Linked DNA regions of Mus musculus: region 2 is linked to region 1. Evidence: chromatin contacts called from public Hi-C data. All regions are on one chromosome and are shown on one strand. The core of a region is the stretch at or near the end of the contact, and the rest is flanking DNA. Distances in the headings are between cores, read along the strand shown. Region 1 overlaps Rc3h2 (ring finger and CCCH-type zinc finger domains 2). Region 2 holds the start of Rc3h2 (ring finger and CCCH-type zinc finger domains 2).

Evidence for each region. Hi-C and Micro-C count contacts between places; a contact is called where the count stands out from the background.
Region 2: a Hi-C map of the G1E-ER4 cell line shows a contact between it and region 1, with 2.0 times the contacts expected there. The contact joins the promoter of Rc3h2 here to the enhancer-like site in region 1. A contact is called at or near these places in 17 of 39 promoter capture datasets (the 3T3-L1 cell line, 3T3-L1-derived adipocytes, the HPC-7 cell line and 11 more), 2 of 15 datasets of contacts at CTCF or cohesin (CD8 T cells and the NIH/3T3 cell line), 152 of 484 Hi-C or Micro-C datasets (3T3-L1-derived adipocytes, the 4T1 cell line, the AML12 cell line and 79 more), 12 of 115 datasets of contacts at active chromatin or transcription factors (CD8 T cells, the HPC-7 cell line, the SCID.adh cell line and 5 more) and 3 of 9 other capture datasets (adipose tissue, liver and pancreatic islet).

Annotation. Positions count from the first base shown.
Region 1 is chr2:37,374,102-37,380,578 of GRCm38.p6, forward strand. Rc3h2 (ring finger and CCCH-type zinc finger domains 2) reads right to left here. Exons shown (of 22, transcript NM_001100591.1): 15 at 4,757-4,903; 16 at 4,207-4,420; 17 at 3,750-3,834; 18 at 3,254-3,335; 19 at 3,033-3,167; 20 at 2,788-2,895; 21 at 2,541-2,689; 22 at 1-1,327. The coding sequence ends at 1,132. Among named protein-coding and RNA genes, the nearest start is that of Pdcl, 18 kb to the left of the region's middle. Within about 2 kb of position 2,105, at least 35 of the 459 cell types and tissues checked have an H3K27ac peak or open chromatin away from gene starts, as enhancers often do. A contact at or near this core is called in the 4T1 cell line, the C2C12 cell line, DN2 thymocytes and 11 more, where this site is marked.
Region 2 is chr2:37,418,375-37,425,254 of GRCm38.p6, forward strand. Rc3h2 (ring finger and CCCH-type zinc finger domains 2) reads right to left here and starts at 4,529. Exons shown (of 22, transcript NM_001100591.1): 1 at 4,393-4,529; 2 at 1,058-1,093.

The DNA.
Region 1 (6,477 bases), core at 855-3,354:
TACATGGTTCAAAGTCTTATCAACCTAACAGTCAGAAAACAAGAAAATTAAACCCAACATGAAGTAACAATAAACAATATCTAACTAAATAATGCAATGAACACCCAAATTAATTTCTTTAAATTAAAGACCCAGCAATACCATCTTGTTAGTCAGTGCAAACGCTACATACAGGGTTTTCTCAAGAAAGCTGAAAGCACCTGATTCTTTTGCCAAGTCATCAGATTCAATAATGTACAGGCTTAAATCTGCATTTTAAAAAATTGCCATTACATTAGTGCATAATTTATCAAAATTGTAAAAACGATTCTGCATAACTTAGGAGAATTTAATATCTAGTACATCAGCTGAAAGACTTAGGCACTTGGTTATATTTTTAATTAATTACTTCAACAAGTAGCCTGTGTATAAATATTAACAAAGCAGAAACTATTCTTGAAAAATGGAAAATTAAAAAATTAAATGCTACAGATAAAAGCACTGCACTACACTTCTACATATAATGCAGTAAAGAAAGCTATTATAACCCTGTAAAACTCTATGGTAAGAACATCTAACTCCACTCTCAAAAAAAAAAAAAAAAGACAGAAAAGAAAAGGAAAAACAAAACAAAACAAAACAAAAAAAGAAAGAAAGAAAAATCCATGCAAAGTCCAATGAAAAAGATAAATAAAGCAGCTGGAATGAGATGGAAATTTCTCTCAGTGAAACATAAAATAGAAATAAGTTAATTAACTCTACTTTCACTAGATGTATCATTGTAGGATCCTGCTAGTTTAATAACTGAGTTGTTAATTTACTGTAGAAGCCATTTAAAATAGGAAATGGCTCAGTTACTGCACCGGATTGCTACAAACTCATAAAAAGCTGCTTGAAGCTTAAGTTAAATGTTGTCCAAATTCCAATAATTTCTGGAAAGTGAACATTACCCTAGTAAAGTAAATTTTCTTTTTTTTCATAATGCTAATGCAAGAGGGCTTGAAGTATCAAAGAGTCCACAGGAAATGGATGCCCCCAGTAATATCTTTTTTTTTAAAAAAAATATACATTATATAATATATATTATATATATAAAAAGCTAGTGTAAATGCTTCCATGGTGTGGTCACAGATTTGAAAGCTGAGCCTCCTTTCAGCTGTTAACCATCTTCCCATTTGCAATAGGTTTTAAAAAGTCGTTTTTATCTTCAGACATAACGTGAGTTTTCAGAATGAGGTTGCCAACACTGACAGATGTGGTGATGGGGAGGCAGCTTGCACTGCTAATAGACATTGGACGTGGCTGGCTAAAGCAAGATGTTACCGGCAGAATTGGTTTTTGCTCCTCCCTGAGAGAAAATGACAGTGAAAGCAAATTAACTTATGTACAATTTAAGAGTTATCACATTTGCTCTCTGAAAGCTACTTCAAACTCTAAGCCCACAGAAAAGCCTATCTTCTTTATTAAAAAATGTATTAAGTAGGGGCTAAAGAGAAGGCTCAGAAGTTAAAGCACAACTGCTACTCCAGAGGACCTGGGGGTTCAACAGCCAAAACCACACAGCAGTCTGTAACTCCAATCTCAGAGGAAGCAATGTCCTTCCGGGCCTCTTTGGGCACAAAGCTTGCACACACATAGACATATATGCAGTCAAAACACCCATACACATAAAAGCTAATAAATAAAAATTAAATAATTTTTAAAGTATTACAAGTCACTAAAAAGGTCATATTTTCAAAATTTAAAAATTAAACTTGATAATTTGTGTCATCTAATCAGTATTTTAAGACCAGGACCAAATATTTGGCAAAAATTATACAAAATAGCAATATAATAGCCAAGAACATCATAACAAGATTTTTTAAAACAAGAAACATTCAGCACAGGTTTTTGTTTGCTTTAGTTTTTAAGGTTTTTTAAAATAAAATTTATGTATACAGTATTTTGCTTTCATGTATGTATGTGCACCACATGTGTACAATGCCCTTGGAGGTTGCAAGAGGGGGGTTGAATCACTTGAAACAAGAGTTATGGATGGTCATAAGCCACCATGTGAATGCTTAGGCTCAGGAACAAACCTGAGTCTTCTACAAAAAACAAGTGCGCTTAACTGCTGAGTCACCTCTCCAGCCCCTTGTGGTTTGCTTTTTAGACTTTGTGGTTTGTCTTCCTCTGGAGTCCATGACAACTTAGAGCATATAAATAGCAGATTCTGCCTGTGCTTCCCAAATACTGAAATAATCTAGGATTTATTTTTCCATCCTATGATCTTCAAGTTTGGTCAAATTGAAGAACTATAACCTGATGTTAGAGATAAGAGAACTTTCATTCCCAAATTGAGTTTTGGTTTTAAAATAAACTGCTTTACTAGTTCAAATTCCTCTAAAAACACAGACTGACCAAATCATTACTTTATTATACAAGGTTTCCCCATAAATAGAAAAAGGCAAAAAAAAAAAAAAACAAAAAAAAAACAAAAAACCAAGAATCTACCAGCACATCTAGCGCTAAGTATTGATCGCCTCTACCCTCTGATTATGAAGGGTCTGTCTAACACTCACAGAATCACATGGTCTTCACCTAAACTCTGTCTCTTCGGCTTTCCTGGGTCCTTCTGGTGCTGCTGGGCTGGATGACCATTTTCCACTGCTGTTCCATTGAGCAACTGGTCATTTTGAGAACTGATACCAAGTTGTATGTCCAAAATTTCCTGAGAAAATAAAATGTTAATCCTTCAATATGACAGTATTTTATGTATTTTAATTTGCAACAAAACAAAGCCACTACTTATCCAATTGAGGAACTTACTTCAATTTGTTCACTCTGGCCATCAGGTTCATCAGTATCAAGGGCTGAAAGCTCTAACTCAATATCCCTATCAGGCTTTGTATCTACAGTGTCTTCTGTGTAGTCATTCTATAAATTAAAAAAAAATTATATTAATTTTATACCTGCAGAATCTCTTTTAAATAAAAATAAGAAGCCTAATGGTACAGTTAAAGATTTAGTTCAGAAGTCTGAGAGTGTATTGCTGAGAGGTTCGGTTCCCTTACCTCTCCATTTCTTAGTTCAATTTCCTTGCTTAGAAGATTTAAAGTAAGGTGACGGCCTTCATCCAGGGAATTCCACTTTTGTTGCATGGCCAGAGCATTAGCTTCCCTCTGAAGAAGTAATGAGTTACTCTTGGCCTCCATGAAGAGAGAAGAAAACATAAGCTTAGCTTTCAATTATTATTTTACGTTTTAAAAATCAAAGCTAAATATATAGAGCCTACCTGCTGAAGTTCAATGCTCAAAAGGTCTCCGGTACTAGAATGCTTTCTATGACCAGATAAATCAGTAACAATGAATCTGTCCCTTTAAAAAGAATTATATTTACTGTAGTTAAAGTGAGACATAAAGGAGCCAAAGCAATAATGACTCTATGTTCTTTGTAACGATCACTGAATGTGTTTTAGTCACTATTCCAAATGTAAAATTTGTTCCAGAAAGTTTTTTTTTTTTTTTTTTTTTTTTTTGAGACAGGGTTTCTCTGTGTAGCCCTGGCTGTCCTGGAACTCACTCTGTAGACCAGGCTGGCCTCGAACTCAGAAATCCGCCTGCCTCTGCCTCCCAGGTGCTGGGATTAAAGGCGTGCGCCACCACGCCCAGCATTCAGAAAGTTTTTACACAGCTCAAATTAGCAAGGCTTAATCCATGGACAACCAGTAATGATTTTTCTATTTTAGGTGCATGTAAGTTTGAGAGTAAAGGAAATGAGAGTATAGTTACCGTTCAATATAGTGTGCTGATGATGTAGCATCGTTGCCATATGAACTCCACCTTGAATCGACAGCATTCACGTAAGGGACATAATCTGCATGGAACACAGAAAAACAGTTTAGAAAGGCAGAAAATAAGCCAGACAAGGTGGTACACATCTGCAATCCCAGCACTCAGGAGGCTAAGGCAGAAGCACTGCCACAGCTATGCTTTGAGGCCAGCTGGGATATAGTGAGAACCTGTCTCAAAAAACTAAAAAAAAAAAAAAAAGAAAGAAAGAAAGAAAGAAAATTTAAAAATCAGAATATAAATATGTACTATTTAAAATGGCAATGTATTTTTTCCCACTAGCCAAAAATTCTACTTAAACCATTTCATTCTCATATTATTAAGTTTTCTACCTCAGAGGTTAGGAATAAACAGTACATGGTAAAAAAAATTCCTTGGTATTAGTAAAATGGCTTACCTGATACGCTGATGGGCTTAGTTGCACTTCCTTGGGAAGCAGTTGCCTGGACGGGATCTGTTGTATGGTAACCTGTTCGGGAGGATCGGGAAATTGCACCCCATTTTGAGATAATGGGTCCGTCACTAAAGGGAATAATTGGGTCTTCTTCTTTTGTCCTTCTCTGAGCTTCAAATAAATGCACTCTTCTCTTTACATCCCCACTGTCCAGGTCCTACACAGACCAAAAAATACCCATGAAAGAGCTGCTGACGATTGCTGTAGCTAAAGATAAAGTATGTTCTCAAAACACATAATTAGGTTTTTCTGGTCAACTTTATACTAACTTTAGATCTCAATGGTATATAACAACTATATTAAACTACCAAACTACGGTTAAATAATTTAAACATTACATAAAATTAGTTTTGTTGAAATATTACCCTGATACTTACAGGTAAGTTATACATAGCCAGAATATGAAAGACTAAAGTATTCATTTAAAAACTTCAGATACCAACATTATCTTCCCTACCTCCACCACCCCCTTCCCCAATCAAGCAAATCATACCATCAATACAGCATTTGAATTAGCAATTACGTCTTTGGGCTCCGAATCAATGGCATTTATACAAGAGCCTATGGTACCACAAGACCAGGGAGAATAATGGGAAAGATGGTCTTCCTCAAATTTTGCGCCACTCACACTCTCAGAGAACTGATTAAAAAAAGAAGGGGGGAAAGAAGGTAAATTAGTATGAAACCTAACTTTACAAGCTTGTAAACTAACTAATACTAAGTAACTATCATACAATTAAAGGATCATGTAGTTAATAAGTAAACTCTTTCCCATAACTAAATAACAGTTGGGTATGTTGGCTCACTTCCGTAACAAACATCATTTGGTAGTCTAAGGCATGGAGTTCAAGGTCAACTGGGATATATATTTGAGTTCCACTCCAGCCTGGCTGCACAAAGCAAAACTTCTCTCAAAATGAATGAAGCAAATAAATAAAGAAATCAGCTCTAAGCAATAATATCCATATATAATAGAAAATATCACAGCTTTTTTCCCTTTGTCTCATAAGTTATTTATTCTATACCTTTTTTCACTTTGGTCCTATTAAGTGATCTTTAATTTTTTTAAAAAATTTAAATGTTAATTATTTATTATATATGTACACAAGTGTCATTATGTGTGAATAGAAGCCAGAAGACAACCTGTAGGAGTTGGTTCTCTCCCTCTACCATGCGAGTCCCAGAAAACTGCTGCTGCAAGCACCCCTACTTCCTAAGATGTCTTACTGATTTAGTTCTCTTACAAAATTCCTGACCAGTACTATCAAAATCAATTAACAATGACACACTAACATGGTGTAATATACTTGGGAACAATGAGAAAAAATAAACACAAAACGGTTCATGTCTAAAAGTGATCTGTAACTCTCGAGAAAAGATCATGTAGCAAAAAAAGGAACATAATAAATCATACAGTATTAAATAGTAAAAGGAATTTAATGGCAGCTCTGAAGCTAAGAAAGGAAAAGAACAGATGTGAAAGGAAATAAGGCAATATAGTAATATTAACAGGACCCAAAAGTAAGAATCATTAAATCTAGTTTACTAATTATAGAGATAGGGAAACTGAGGAAAAGTCAAACATTTTGTCCTAATTAATGCAATTTGCCAATAGAAGAGCTGAATATCAGAGAAATACTTATTTCTTAAAGTATGCTGCATAAAACAGTGAAAATATATCTTCCTATTAAATGATATCTCTATCAATCATTGCCATGCTGTTTACCTGATTTGAGGCAGTCTTAGTTTAGTGAGATGAATATGAATAAGTTAAAAATGCAGTGTTTTATGACACACTCATGAACACAAGTACGAATCTAATCATGGTAGTTTCACTTAACACGTGTACATGCAGCACTAGGAAGGCTAATGCAGGAGAATTACTATGCATCTGAGGACATCCTGGGCTACCTAGTGAAACACAAAATTAGGAGACTGGAGAAATGGCTGAGCAGTTACATGTGCTTGCTGTTGTTGCTATTCCAGAGTACCTGTTTGGTTTCTACCACAGGGGGGCAGCAAACAACCTTCTCTAACTCCAGGCAATGTGGGCATCAGTACATTTGGCATATACCCACGCCCTCTCCCCACCCTGCTCTCTCTCATTCACATACACAAGCACAAACACACAAATATTAGAAAGTAAAAGTAAATCATAAACAACCAAACCAAACCAAATAAAACCCAACAAATTAAATTAAAAACAAATATGTA
Region 2 (6,880 bases), core at 3,279-5,778, 47 kb after region 1:
AGAGAAACATGCATAACCATTAAAATATTTCATTGGTGGCATAGGAGTTTCAGCTCTCTATTTGAAAGGTACTTCTTGAGTTTATCTAAATACTTTTACAATTATCCCCCCCAAATTTTTTTTTTGAAGCAGGGTTTCTTTCTAACAGCCTAGTTGTCCTGGAGCTCATAAACTACGGTGGCCTTGAACTCAGAGATACTCCTGCCTCTGCTTCTTGAGTACTGGGGCTAAAAAGTGTGCACCACTACCATCCAGCCTCCTATTTTTTTAATATGCCCAACCTCTTACTATTTTTATAGTTTTAAAAGCATATAAATAAACAATCAAGAGCTCAGTATACTAATTTATAGAACTTTTAGGCTTATAGTAACATATTTTACAATAACTTATTTGATTCAGTAGATATGACATCATAACTGCTAACATTTATAGTGACTAGCAAAGCACTTATCCCAAATATACTTCCCACATGTTTCAAGTTGAGATAAAATAGACTAAAAAGCCCAAAAATCTAGATGCCTACAGAGATTGAGAAAACATTCTCACTATTAACTAATTTCAGTACCTAGTTTTTAACACTGACAAGGCGTAAGATAAAGCACAGAAGGAGAAATACTCAAGTAGAGGCAGAACCTTAAACAGGCTCAGACTCCCAAGCTATAAGTTCCTTGATATAAGTCCAAATTCATAATATACAAAGAGTAACAGACTTGTTTTATAGATGTAAATTACAAACTTCTTTACCGAAATAAACAGTGTACTAGCAAAATACTTTCATTTTCTGTTACTCGTATTACATAGTCAGTTCAGAACCATGACACTTTTAAAAAGTCAGAATAGAGCATATGTCTTTTTCACTACTTTGTGTGTAAAACATAATAGTGTAACACAGTATTTTATAATTCTGTTTATACACTTATACACTTAGAGGTTGGTTGTTAAACAATCATTATTTACATTTGAGTACTATAGTGGACTACACTGACACTTCCCCATATAGAACATATCAAAGTAATTAGTTTTGTTCAAGGATGTAGCTCAGTTGTAGAACACTTGCCTAATGTTTGTGAAGCTTTAAATTCAATCCCCGGTACTGCAAAACAAAACAAAACAAAACACAGCTTTAGACTTAAAATCATACTAAAAGCATCAGAAGTACAATGTAAGATTTAACCTAAAAACAACAAGCAAACAGAGCTAATAGAAGCAAATTCTACATCTCAGCTCTCAAGAAAGAGATTTTGGATAAAAAAAGAGCTATATCACAACAACTGTTGTTCTGTTTTAATCTATAAAATTGATGAGATCAAATTTTACTCTTCAAATTAGGGGCTGAACCCAATTTTTAAAATAAGATAGAGCTTTCAATGCATTCTAATAGGCTTCTTAATGATGGCTAAACATGAAATACTTCAAGACTGAACTTACTTATTCTGCCTCTAAATAACTTTATCTTTCTTTTCTTTTCTTCTTTCTCCATTCCTAGCTGTCCTGGAACTCAATTTGTAGACCAGGCTGGCTTTACATTCAGAGATACACCTGTTTCTGCCTCCCCAAGTACTGGGACCAAAGGCTCACGCCACCATGTGGCTAACCTTATCTTTCTTATTACTGAAGTTCTTAGTTACTCTAATTATTCTGACTCTAAAAGGATACCATTGGGAAAGTTTTGGGTTCCACATGTATGTATGTATATTTTTATGTATGTATGTATGTATGTATGGTGCCACCGCATGGCAGTTGAGTCCTATAAATACGAAGGAAGTTCAGGGCAAGAGGACAGTTAGCAAGCTAAAGGTTAGCCTAGGCTACAGAGCAAGTTCCACCCTAGGCTGGGTCAAATGAGACCCTGAATCAAAAATATCAAAAAACTTCCAGCAGTGGTGGCACATGCCTTTTATCCCAGCACTCAGGAGGCAGAAGTAGGTGGATTTCTGTGAGTTCAAGGCCAGGATGGATTACACATAAAAAAAATAAATAAATAAATAAAAAAAAAACCCACAAAAAAATACAACAATCTCTGGTTTTCAAAAAGAAAAAACCATAGCGGAATCAATTTTGGTGGTTTATTTTATAAGTAAAATATCATTTTAACATGTAATCATGTAAAAACCTAAATATTAAAATGTTATAGAATATTCCATTAAGTCTTTGAAATGTAGTATACATTTTGCATTTAACAACACATTTCAAATTACACTAACTCCATTTTAAGTCCTTAACTGTCACATGTGGCTATCAAGTAGTAAAAGCAAATCTCGACTACAAATAATATAAAATAATACTCAAGATCTGATTTTTATTAGAAATTTTGAGGTACGAGTCACACACTTAAGGATTTAGAAATGGAATTAGAAATTAGAGATGTAATCAACAATTCTCACGAGACTGGGTACAAATCATCTTTAATTTCCAACTAGCTTTATTTTTAATCATAGACTTCCCTTTTCCATCTCTAGGAAATGAAATTTCAACCAGGTCCAACCAAAAATAAGCATGTACTTATTACAGCCTTGTTAAGCCAGGGATGGTGGTGCACACCTTTAGTCCCAGTGTTCATGAGGCAGAAACAGGTGTTCTCTTGAGTTCAATATTAGCCTTGTCTACATAGTGAGTTACAGGACAGTCAGGGCTACTTGTGAAGGGGAATCTTGTCTCAAAGAACAGAACAAAACAAAACAAAAAACAAAATAAACAAAACTTTTTACAAATTTATAGCATTTTTACCCATCACATAACGTACAGGCTCTAGTCTTAAAATATAAAATCCTAAGTGTAGAAAATAATGCCTCTGACAACTGGAAGGCAGCAAATTACAAACACAGAAACTAAATTAATGAAAACATGAACAAGAACGTCTTCTTGCATGTCATACTAACACAACAATAACTCATGGGGTAATTCAAAGGCTCCACTAATGAATTAGATTTCAATTCAATTCTCGAAGAATAAAAGCCTGTTTAATTATGGTACCTGTCTTCCCTAAACAAGACTAGAAAATATATTAAGTGTTTTGTCCTTCAAGCAATTTTCCAAACTCTGAATGTGGGAAACATGAATCACCAAATCAACAAAACAATGGTAATATTGGAAAATAGCCTTTAATAGGATAGAATAGTCTCTGGGTTTTCAAGAACTGACTGTGTTAGTAAACAATTTAAGTAAACAATTTAACATGGATATTGATGTCAGATCAGTGATGTAGTTTTTTAACCACATAAAAGGTAAAAACAGGAATCTACAAACTATTCTTAATGAGTCCAAGTCTTAGGCTGTGTATACAAGTTAACCACAAAGAGACTAGACCCACCAACTAGAACATTCGTTTCTTTCCTTCTGTCAAATAATATCACTTTAGTGTGCCATTATTAGCTTTCTCTGGTTAACTCCAAGTTTTTACTGGAACTTTAAAGCCTGACTACTAAAAATGACAGGAAGATTTGTAAAACACTTTTAACACTTTATTCGGGATATAAAGTCAACTCTAATTACAGTGGGTCAAGATGAGAAGAAATTCCTTAGGGTCCTAAGGTTAGGAGGACAGTGGGATTAAAAAGAACCGAGGTGGAGCTTAAACAAAAATCTAAACAGGTTGAGAATCACTGAATTTGAATACTTAATGTCTGTGATTACTTTAGACTATTTTGGTCTGAAGGCTGTGTCTGCCAGTATCTTAAAAACTCTGGTGATTTCAAGGATGGAAATGACAGCTACCCTTATCTCCTTCCTAACGACAGAAAAGTACAGCTGTTTCTCTTAGAAACAAAGATGCTTTCTACCATTCTCCTAAGATGGTGGAAGAGTCTCCTTATGAGGCTCCCCCAAGGAAAATAATAAGAAAGGGGGAAAGAAAACTATAGCAGAATTCCCTGGCTGTGCTTCATGCCATCGCTCCTAGTCACATCCCCTGGTCCAGCCATCTCCCTCCAGGGAGGTTAAGCCCTCCCTGGGCATTGTTTAGCCAGGGTCCCTATTTACAACACTCAGATCGCCTCCATCCCAGCGCTGTGGTCTCGGTAAGCCCAAGGGCTGAAAAGAAAACGCTAAGACAGGACCTGATCTCGGGGACCTTTTCGAAAGCCCCTCTTCCTACATGGGTTAAGCAAAGAAGGAAGCCGGCCTCTGTTCGGGTGGGATCCTCAGTGGTCAGAGGCGTCCCTTCAGCCGGTGCTGGAGAAAGGTGGCCATCTGAGCGTTTCGCTTCGCATCAAAAAGCCCTACCAGAGCGAGGGGCCTCTCTGTCGTGTCAGGTGCGGCCCGCGACTCCCAACCCTCGGGGTACCGGCGGCCACCGTGCACAGGCCGCCGGGCAGAGACAGCTCCCCGCCCCACCTCTGAGGACCCGGCAGCCGGGCCAGGGCCCCAGCCGCATCTTGCCCGCCCCCGCCCTACCTGAGGGGCCCGGGCGGGGTCGCTAAGGGCCGCTCCCGGGGGCCCCGCGACGGCGCGGCTCGGCGACGGAGGCGCCTCGTCTCGCCGGGGCAGAGCTCGGCGGCGGTTTCAGGGCCTCAAACTCCATCGGGAGCTACAGGGACAGCCCCGTTGGCGGCGGCGAAGGCCGCGACGGGGCCTCCTCCTCCTCCCTCCCTCCGCCTCCTCCTCCTCCTTCTCCTCCTCCTCCTCACCACGGAGGCGGACCTGGAGGGATCCCGATTTAGCTCTCGCGAGAAGATACTGTTCACTTCACGCGAGATTACGCAAGCCCGGGAGTTGGGGCAGAAGGGAAGCGTAGTGGCCCGGCCACCAGAACTGCGCATCAGTTTCCCTCTGAAGAAGAAAGCCACCCTCGTCACATGACAAAGGAACCCCAGAGTACTGTGGGAGATGATGCGAGGACTAGGCAAGACGAAGGGCCTTATGGGAAACTCCCTGCACATCTAAGCCTTGACCAGGAGGCTTGCAAGATTGAGCCAACGTTAAATTTATCATCCATAGAGCAGAACCTGCTTCATCTATGTTACAGTCTACTTTACTCTCTTTGTAGTGAGATACTAACCAGATTAGCAAATAATTCTCCAGTTTACAAAAACCAGGACCAAAGTGAAAACGTTTGGCAAACCCACCTACCTCATCTAAAATCCCAGATGCCTCAAAAGTGAGAAGGATCAAATTTTACAAGTTTTGGAATTATAACTCAATATTTGTTAGAGGACTTATGGCAACCTGTAAGGTAGGAATTATGAAGAAAGACTGAAAATAAGGATGAGAAAAGCAACAATTATAAACAAATATGCCAGGCTGTATGATAACTGATATTTTAAAAGCATTTTAGTTTTATAGTTAATTTATCAAAGTAATCCTAAAAGGTTAATATTGTGAATCTATGCTAATGATGTGCAACTGAATGTGAAACAAAATGTTCAGCAACATCCATGATAATAATCTGTATGTAAGTTAGAATATGGAAATTTCTCTAATGAAGCTTTAAATATACATGAGTTATAATCCAGATGTGGGGCTGGCGAGATGGCTCAGTGGTTAAAAGCACCGACTGTTCTTCTGAAGTTCCTGAATTCAAATCCCAGCAACCACACCGTGGCTCACATCTGATGCCCTCTTCTGGAGTGTCTGAAGACAGCTACAGTGTACTTACATATAATAAATAAATAAATCTTTAAAAAAAAATGCAGATGTGATGGTGCATCCCTGTGAACCCAGCAATTGAAAGGTCCAGGCAGAATCATAGACTGAACTGCTTACAACTGCAGCTCCAGTGACACAAAGCTTCTGGCAAGTGTGACAAGATCGGCTTTTTAGTTTTTGCATTTTGTTTTTTTTTGTGAAAGATCCATTGGCCCCACCTGTTTGTTGTTTGTTTTGTTTTCTGGTGCCTTGGCTAGCCTGTAACTAGCTCTGTAGACCAGGCTGGCCTCAAACGCAGAGATCTGACTGCTTCCCAAGTGCTGGGATTAAAGGCATGTACCACCACCTGGCAGCCCCACCAGCTATACATTAATAACTCATTATTCATAATTTCATCCAATTATGTTAATCAAAAAAGAAAGTTTCCCAACAATCAGGTGTACATTTTGGTATTTTCTTTTTGTTTTTGTTTCAAGACAGGGTTTCTTGTGTAGCCCTGGCTTTCCTGGAACTCACTCTGCCTCTGGAGTGCTGGGCTCAAAGGTGTGCACCATCACCACCTGGCACATTTCTGTTCTTTTCAACTGGACAGTGATGAGTAATTTTATATATACATGTTCCCTAACCTACTGTGTGTGCATTTTCCATTCTACTTCCATTTGATATTTTTCCATTTCACACAGGAAACATTCCCCAAACATGGAAAACCACATTAAAAGTTAACAATCACACCTTCCTTTCCCTATTATGTTTTTTAGACAGGGCTCAAAAACCTGTATAGTCTTGGCTGTCCTGGAATCACTCTATAGACCAGGCTGGCCTTGATCCTTGATATCTGCACGACCCAGCTTTCCCTATCATTTTTTAATCACTGGCATTTTTCCAAATTAATTTCAAAAACTTAACAATTGTTTGTCTACCTCCATTAAAATACAAGCCCTATGACAGTTGGTAATCTGTTTATCTACCTTTTAGTACATATATAAACCAGTAGGTAGGTTCTTTTTTTTTTTTAAGATTTATTTATTATTATAAGTACACTGTACCTGTCTTCAGATGCACCAGAAGAGGGCGTCAGATCTCATTATGGATGGTTGTGAGCCACTATGTGGTTGCTAGGATTTGAACTCAGGACCTTTGGAAGAGCAGTCCATGCTCTTAACCACTGAGCCATCTCTCCAGCCCCAGTAGGTAGTTCTACTTTTCACTGTCCAGTTGAAAATAACAGAAATGTGCCAGGTGGTGGTACATTAAACAGGCAGGAGAGAGTGAGTCTTTGGGCTTCATAGATTACCAG